2 separate regions of the Sus scrofa genome follow, and region 1 is linked to region 2. A link is a contact called in public promoter capture Hi-C data. All regions are on one chromosome and are shown on one strand. The core of a region is the stretch at or near the end of the contact, and the rest is flanking DNA. Distances in the headings are between cores, read along the strand shown. Region 1 holds the start of MDGA1 (MAM domain-containing glycosylphosphatidylinositol anchor protein 1). Region 2 holds the start of RNF8 (E3 ubiquitin-protein ligase RNF8).

Region 1 (3,849 bases), core at 507-3,006, 340 kb after region 2:
GCTGCGTGGTAGGAGGCAGAGTTCGGACACGTAGCTGGATGGGTGCGTGCAGTGTTTGCTTTTCCTGGGGACCGTGGCTGAATGCCTGCGTGCGCGCAGCAAGAATGAAGGTGGGGCTGGGGTTTTGTGGCCACTAACCGGCAACAGAAAGACCTAACTAACTGGCTCAGGAGTGGTCCGAAAAGGGATTCTGGGGTCTTAGGAGCCCAATCTAGGGAATGCCTGCATCCGCTCGGGCTGTCTGGAACCGAGTGAAAGAAGCGAAGCCCAGAGGAAGCGGGGAAGGCGAGCCCGCCGCTCGGCCGCGGTGCTGGCAGCCAGCTCGCCTGCAAGCCGCGCGCAACTCTGGATCGTGCCTCGCTCGGCTTCCACACCAGAGGCCGAGCCAGGGGAGGATGAGGTTTTAGTGCAAGTCCCTTCCCCAGCCGCCGGTGTGCGATCCGTCAGGGTCTCCCGAGCCAGCTGGGTGCACTCAAGGGTTCCGAGTCATTCCTGCCATTGGCAGCGTTTGGAAAGTGGGTACCACCTCCCCTGGCATCCCCGGCTTCACGCCAGACCATACGACCCGTCTCGGTGCTCTGGAGCAGCTAGCTCCATCTCCTCGAGCTCTGGAAAAGGGCGGAGACCCCGGCATCCACTCCAGAGTCTGAGCCGGGGTACCCACCAAACCCCGGCGGCGCGCGCTTTGCGCCTCTTGCAAAGTTTCCGCGCGGTGCTAAGCCGGCCTGGAGCGGCACGCGGGCTCTTACCGTAGACTCCTTGTGCCCGGCAGTGAAAGGGGATTAGCGCCAGAAGTAGAAGGCAGGTCACCTCCATCTTCACGGCCGGTGCTTCATCCCCGCGAGGCGGCGCAGCCCGAGAGGCGCCGGGGGGCGCATCCGCCGGGGCCCCGCGATGCCCCTTGCGTCTCCCGTTCCCGGAGAGGCGACGGAGTAGGCGGCCCCAGCGATGGAGACCGGGAGACTAAGGAGGCGGCGGTGGCGGCGAGCCGGGTTTCTCCTCTGGCGGGGCCGCTGCCCGCGTGGGGACGCAGGGGGCGCTGGCCGGCCCCGGGTGCCTCCGCGCGCCCGGCGCAGCAGCCAGCGCCCCAGCCCACGGAGCCCGGCTGCCGAGCCTCCCCGGGTTCCAGGAGTGTCTGCTCGGTGTTCTGGGCGCCAGGGACCCCTCTGCAGAGGCGGAGGCTCTTGGATCCAACAGGCCACCGACGACTGACAAACTTGTCGTTTCCCCGCCCAGGGGACGACCCTCAGCGGAACGGGGGCGGGGAGGCCCGGGCTCCTCTCGGGTTAATCCGCTGTCTCCAGTCCTGCGGCTGGTGCTGGGGGCTCAACGGCCTGACCCAAGGGGGCTGGGTTGGGCGTCCTCTCGGAGGCAAAAAGCCCCGGCTTTGGCCCTCCTGAGCACGGGAGAAGGGCTGGGCTCCGCCGAGGGGCTAGAGCCACGGGTCCCGAGTCCGCGAAGTTAGCCCAGCCACCGAGGAACCTCGGGGAGCGATCGCGCCCTGGCGCCCCGCGGGACTCAGGAGAGCAATTCCATTCAAGAGAGACCCCAGAACGCGGGGAAAGAAGGAAAGTTTGAGTCGTTTGAAAAATATTCGCGCTCTCGCCGAGGCCGGGGCTGCGGCGCGGGAGCCGCTCGCCTCCTCCGCTCGTCGCGCTCCGCTCCCGCCGTCTGGACGCGGCCCGAGGCTCTCCCGGGCTCGCGCTCTCGGGAAAACCGGGCTGCGCCGCGCCCCAAGTTGATCGTCCCCGCCCCCGCCCGGCGGCCTCCGCCAGCGGGGGCCCAGAGCAGGCGGGGCCGGGCCGGGCTCCCGGGCGCGGCGGCCGCTAGGCTCCGGGCCGCGGGAGCACTCCGCTCGCTCGGCAACTTGGGCTCCGCTGTGCTGCTTTCCCCCTCCTCCGAGCTTTTCATTCCGCGCTCTCCCCCCACCCCGCCCCACACGCCTCCCTCTCTCCTCCCTCCTCCTCGCGTCTCCTCGTTCGGTCTCTCGCTCTCCCACCCTTTGTCGCTCGCTCTCCTGTTTGATTCCCCTCCAGTTAAAAAAAGGAGCCAATTAAAGGCAGCCCAGCTCGCCCGGCCCAGCCTCTGTCCAATTTCCTCGCCTCCCCCAGGACCAATTAGAGAAAACAAAACAGGGCTGGGGGAAGCAGACTGCCTTTCTCTTTCTTTCTCTCTCTCTCTCTCTCTCTCTCTCTCTCCTCTCTCTCTCTCTCTCTCATTCTCTCCCTCTCCTCCCCCCTTCTCTCTCTCCGCCCCCACCCCACCCCCAGCAGGAAAATGTCAGAAAGCAGAAATGGATCCATCCATCCAGAGGACAGTGGCGAAGGGACAAGGGTTTTGGCGCGGGCTCTGCAGCGCGCTCACACACTCGCTCTTCGCCCGCCCTTGCTCACCCGGACCGGGTGCACTGATCCCAGTACGCTAGCTAGGCAGACGCGGACGTTCGCTCCGGGGACTCTAGCCTAGCCTGCGGGGCACTGCACACTTTGTAAATGTTTCGCACTTTGCCGCGGGGGGTGGGGGAGGGGAACTGAAGCGAGGGTCGAAGGGAAAGGCCGGGGCGCCAGCAGTGCTCGGGGTCCTGCAGGCGCGCGAGCTGGTCGCCTGCTGTGGGTCTGCAGGGCTGTCTGCTCCGCCCGGGAGTCCCTCCGCCCCCGGCCGAGCCCCGCCCCTTTCCAGACAGCCGAGGCCTCTCCCCGCGTCAGGCGTGGGGGCCCTCGCCGGAGCAGCTGGAGTAGCCGGGGGCTGAGAGGGCGAGATCAGAGCTCCTCCTGCCCGTGCCTCTGCCCACAGGTTGCCAACAGGTTTGTCGGCAGGACCCCGTAGCCAGAGCTCCCCAGGCCACCACCCCATTCTCCCCAGCTCGTCCCTCTCCCCATCCTGCCTCCCCTCAGGACCTCAAGCGCGCCCAAGCGCCCCAGAGGCGCCCTCTCTTTCAGCAGCCAAGCCAGGGGCCGGCTCCAGCCGCGAGGTCTCGCGCTCCCGGACTCCGCTACCTCCACCCGGCCCTCTGGGAGCAGGGGTGGGAAGAGCGCTGTTCCCGAACGCCGGCGGGGAGAGGCAAAGGCTAGGAAGCAGAGCGGGCGGCCTCCCCCGCACCTCCGATCGCTTCCCCCTACCCCGGTCTGGCTAATCTCACCTGCTCCACCTGTCGCCGTTATTTATCTCGGCGTGTGCGCCAGGATTGTATTAGGGCGGCCCCTGGGAGCGCGGAAAACCGCAGCAGCTAACAAGCCGGGAGATTACCAACCCTCCCCCCACCCCCGGAACTGTTTAATCTCCTGGGTGTGATGGTGGTCCACGACTCTACGCATCTGTCCAAACTCAAAAGAATGGACACCGAAAAGACAACGTTTCAGTTTGTAAATCAAAACAAAAATTCAAATAATAAAAATATGCCATCCCTTTCCTAGGCCCATTTCCTGCTGGGTCCCTCTTCTCCTGTCCTTCCAGGGGCTGCCCCTCACAGGAGCACGTGCCCCCAACTTCTCGGGTGGGGCAGCAGGAGTGTGAGGTGTCAGGAGGAATTCCAGGCAGGGGTGGGGGCGTGGGGGGGACGTGTCTCCAGGTGACACCTCCTCACCTTCCTTTCTGTCTCAGGAAGTCCGAGATCATTTGAAGAATCTTGTTCTCCAGCCAACTTCTTCTTGATTGTACCTCCTCCATTCCCTCCTTTTTATTCTCTCCTTCCTTTCCTGTGGGTCCAAAGGGAACCAAACACAATTTAGTGCTGGGCACCCAGCAGATGCCAGCCAAAGATTTGTTAAAATGATCGAATGATCCCCATCATACCACGGACCTAGGATACCTTCAATGTGCTTCCTGGTAAAAAGCCTTGGTGTCTCGTTT
Region 2 (3,874 bases), core at 1,081-3,580:
GAATGCCGGTAACACCCCTACCCTGTCATGACAATCAAAAATGTCCCCGGACCTTGCCAAAAGTCCTCTGGTGTTCAAAAATCACCCCCAGCTGAGAACCACATAAGGGAAGATCTAGAGGAAGTGGAGCAATAAAATACCCAAATCTTAGAAGGCATTGATTCCAAACTATTTTATTCATACACTCTTGGTATCAAAACAAAGTCTGAGCATACAGCCTGGTATATGAATTTTTATTGATGCGTATGTCTAAAATGTCTGGAAGCAGTAACATCCCAGTAGCAATAAGCACACCGGTGCCCAGATCTTGATTTCTAATGCCACTTTCTAATAAAAGGAACTAGGCTCCTTAGAGAAATGGCTCATGCTAGGTCTAGAGCATCTCATGCTAGAAAGTTAGGAAGTGCTCACTAAAACATAACGATGGGAGTGTATGTCAAAGGGACATACCTGAAAGAGCTCTCAACAGGCAAAGAAGGAACATTTTGAGCATCAAAATAAAGTGGTATTGGGTTATAGCACAAAGTATACAGAAGTTATTTATGAGTTCATAGTGATATAATAAATGACTCCATAAATCAATGGGGAGAAGAGACAAATTTCTCGTGCAGAAGAATTCCAAGTCATGTATATAGAAACCATACTTTTAAGGAACTCCTTATGTGTGGGTTGGGCAGTGCCTTCCTTCCAAAAGGCACAGTACAGAAAAGGGGGAAAGAGTAACTTTATAGTAGAGAAACCTGACAAACACCACCTCAGCAGGGTTATCAAGATTAATGTCAGTAGTGATAATTCACATTGATAGCTTGTAACCTTAATGTGGCACTAGAATAGCACTCGACCTCTGTGGTCTTCCCAACACCTACAAGCCCGTCTAATCATGAGAAAAATATCAGCTAGATCCCAGTTAAGGAATATTCTACAAAATACCTGCTCGTATTCCTTAAAATTGTCAAGGTCATCAAAAACAAGGGAAGTCCAAGAAACTGTCACAGCCCACAAGAGCTTAGGGAGACATGCCAACTAAATGTCAGGATGGCCTTACGTGCACTTGCTGATCCTGGGACAAAACACTAAGGTGGGATGAAAGCATAGCAGTCACCCTTCCAAAGGTTAGGGAAGCATCTCCGTGAATGCAGGTAAGTCTCCACCAATTTTCCTGACCCTCTGTGACATCAAAGGCTGAAATTTCTTTTCTTTTTTTTGGCCTGCCTGTAGCATGCGGAAGTTCCCTGGCTAGGGATCATCAAACCCACGCTACAGCAGTGACCCAGGCCACCGCAGTGACAATGCCAGATCCTTAACTGGTTGTGCCACAGGGGAACTACTGTCCCTCTTTTCTCATCATCTCTAAAGTAGGAATTATAATTGTAACCACCATCGTCACATCTTTTGTGAGAAGCAAGTAAAATAAATTATGCAGGGTGCTTGGTCAAGTCCTTAGTTCTCAATAAACATCAGCCACTTACTATTGCACTTTGTATGATTCATTTATAATACATTTTTTTCCTCTTGACAGAGTTTAAGAAAACTGTGAACCAGGTGTTGGAAAATCAAAACGACCAAAGGGGGCATTGAGTGATTACAGAGGTAGTTACTACAGGGAGCAGCTACCAGACTATTCTGGAGAATCAAAGGAAAGAATCTGAGTTTGCTGTTTTTTCATTTTTTTAATTAACAGCTTTATTGAGGATAACTTACACACCATAAAATTCATTGGAAGTGTATGCTTCAAAGGACTTTTTAGTAAATATATACAGCTGTGCAATCATTACCATAATCTAATTTCATTTTCACTTTTTTAATTGAAATGCAATTGACATACAATATTATGTTCCAGTGTACATCAGAAAGCAGTTTTAGAACATTTTTATCACCTCTGAAAATTCCCTCAACTCTATTTGCATTCGACACCCCCCACTCCCTCTTCCACACCTGGCCCCAGGTTAACACTGCTCTCTGCTTGGCAAGACTTGTCTAGTACAGTGTAAGTTAAAAAAATTCGGCAATAAAAGATCGTGCAAACGAGATGCTATTTAGAAACAGGGTTCACGGATTTAAAAATGATCACAAGTTAAAAGTTGTTTATAATTTCAAATAACATAGAAAGCATCATAAAGCAAAATTTTTAAAAGCGAGAAGAAAGGTTAGAAGAGGCTCCAGTTTGAGGCAGCTAGAACTGAAGTTGGGGCGCTACAAAGGGAGAGTAAGGTGTCACATGGGAGCTTCAGAGTGTAGCGCACACCAGTACCGGACCTGAGGCTACACCACCCTCACCTGAGCCAACCCGCCCCAGCCCTGGTCTCGCGCAGGCGCAGTGACTCCGGCTTGCCTGCGGGGAGCGGGCTGGGGGCGGAGCCCGAACGAGCGTTTGCATCGATCGCGAGCTCCTAGCGATTGCTTCTGTCTGTACTGTTAGTATGGCGTCCGCGAGAAAGCGGAGAGGCGGCGGGAACTCGGGTCGGGTCTCGCTCTGTGCTGACAGCAACCTCGCTCTGTACTGACAGCAACCCAGGGCCGAGTGGGCTATGGGGGAGCCCGGCTCCCTGGTCACGGGAGGCCGCGCCGGTGACCGGAGCTGGTGCTTGCGGCGGGTGGGGATGAACGCCGAGTGGCTGCTGCTGGAGGACGGAAAAGAGGTGAGGGGGAGGGGTCCTACTGATGCGAGGAAGGGGGTTGGAGGAGGTGGGGCAGGAGGGAGGCCAGGCGTCCCGACAGGGTGAGGTAGGGATGAATGGTAAAGAGGAGGTGGGGGAGGAAGAGGAGAGAGAGGTGAAGGCTGGGTCCTGGAGGAGGGAAAGTAGAAAGGAGTCTGGTGCGAGCTGTTGGGGTGTCTGAGGTGGGGGGTGTCAGGGGAAGTAGGACAGCCTGGGAGAAAAGATGGCCACTTCCGGAGCGGCCTAAGCCGGAGGGAAGAGCTGGGACCGATGTCCGGGTTGCGAAAAGAAGCCTGGAAGAGGGGCCGAAGGAGAGGTGGCCGTAGGGGTGGCCCAGAACCTGAGGACTGCTGGGGTTTTGTGGGGGAAGGAGGCGACTAGGTTGATGGGTTAGGGGTCTAGGACCTGTTGGGGTCGCACGAAGCTCTGCAGCCCCCTGCCAGGGAGGCGGAGCTGCCCCAACTTCGGAGTCAGAATGGCCCACGGTCGGGGGAGGGGGGAAACAGCTGCTGAGAGAGTGAACTTTTTCAAGTTTCTTTTAAAAAAGATTTCAAGTTTGGGTCGGGTCCCTTAAAATACTCAGACTATAACGTTAAAATGGCTTCTGTCTTTCCAACTCTGGGGAAAATTGGCGCTTTGGTGTGGGCCACAATTACCCTGAGTCTGGGTACTGCCCATTGGCATTCTCTGAGATGGGTTGGGGTAGGTAGGGCTTCAGAAATATAATAATTCTCTCTAAAAGGCTGCTTATAATGTTCTCTAATGGAATCATAAATGCAAAATTTTCCTTCTTTTTTGTTTTTTAGGGCCAAACCCACAGCATATGGAAGTTCCCAGGCTAGGGATCAAATTGGAGCTACAGCTGCCGGCCTAGCCACAGCCACAGCAACCCAGGATCCTAGCAGCGCTGGGACCTACACCACAGCTCAGGGCAACACCAGATCTCCGCCCCACTGAGCAACGCCAGGTATTGAGCTCTTGTCCTCATGGATACTAATGAGATTCGTTTCTGCTCTGCCCCAACAGGAACTTGCCAAAACAAAAATTTTAAAGAGGGTAGATTTGGCATGGTTTCAGTTCAGGGCTGCTAGACTAGGGTAATGGTTCTGGAGAAGGTGATGTTAGAGAGAAGGGGAGTAGAGAGAGTGCAGTCAGCTTGGGAAGTAGGGCTAGATCAGAGACCAGCTTGTAGTGATGGGAACCATTTGGGTTTGGGA

The links. Promoter capture Hi-C pulls out the DNA fragments that hold promoters and counts their contacts.
Region 1: a contact with region 2 is called in a promoter capture Hi-C map of fetal skeletal muscle, with 7 times the contacts expected there. The contact joins the promoter of MDGA1 here to the promoter of RNF8 in region 2. A contact is called at or near these places in 1 of 5 promoter capture datasets (fetal skeletal muscle), 1 of 47 Hi-C or Micro-C datasets (omental adipose tissue) and 2 of 2 datasets of contacts at active chromatin or transcription factors (alveolar macrophages and skeletal muscle).

What each region holds. Positions count from the first base shown.
Region 1 is chr7:33,267,457-33,271,305 of Sscrofa11.1, forward strand. MDGA1 (MAM domain-containing glycosylphosphatidylinositol anchor protein 1) reads right to left here and starts at 1,757. Exons shown (of 17, transcript XM_001924567.4): 1 at 750-1,757. The coding sequence starts at 816.
Region 2 is chr7:32,929,456-32,933,329 of Sscrofa11.1, forward strand. RNF8 (E3 ubiquitin-protein ligase RNF8) reads left to right here and starts at 2,331. Exons shown (of 8, transcript XM_005665930.3): 1 at 2,331-2,639. The coding sequence starts at 2,529.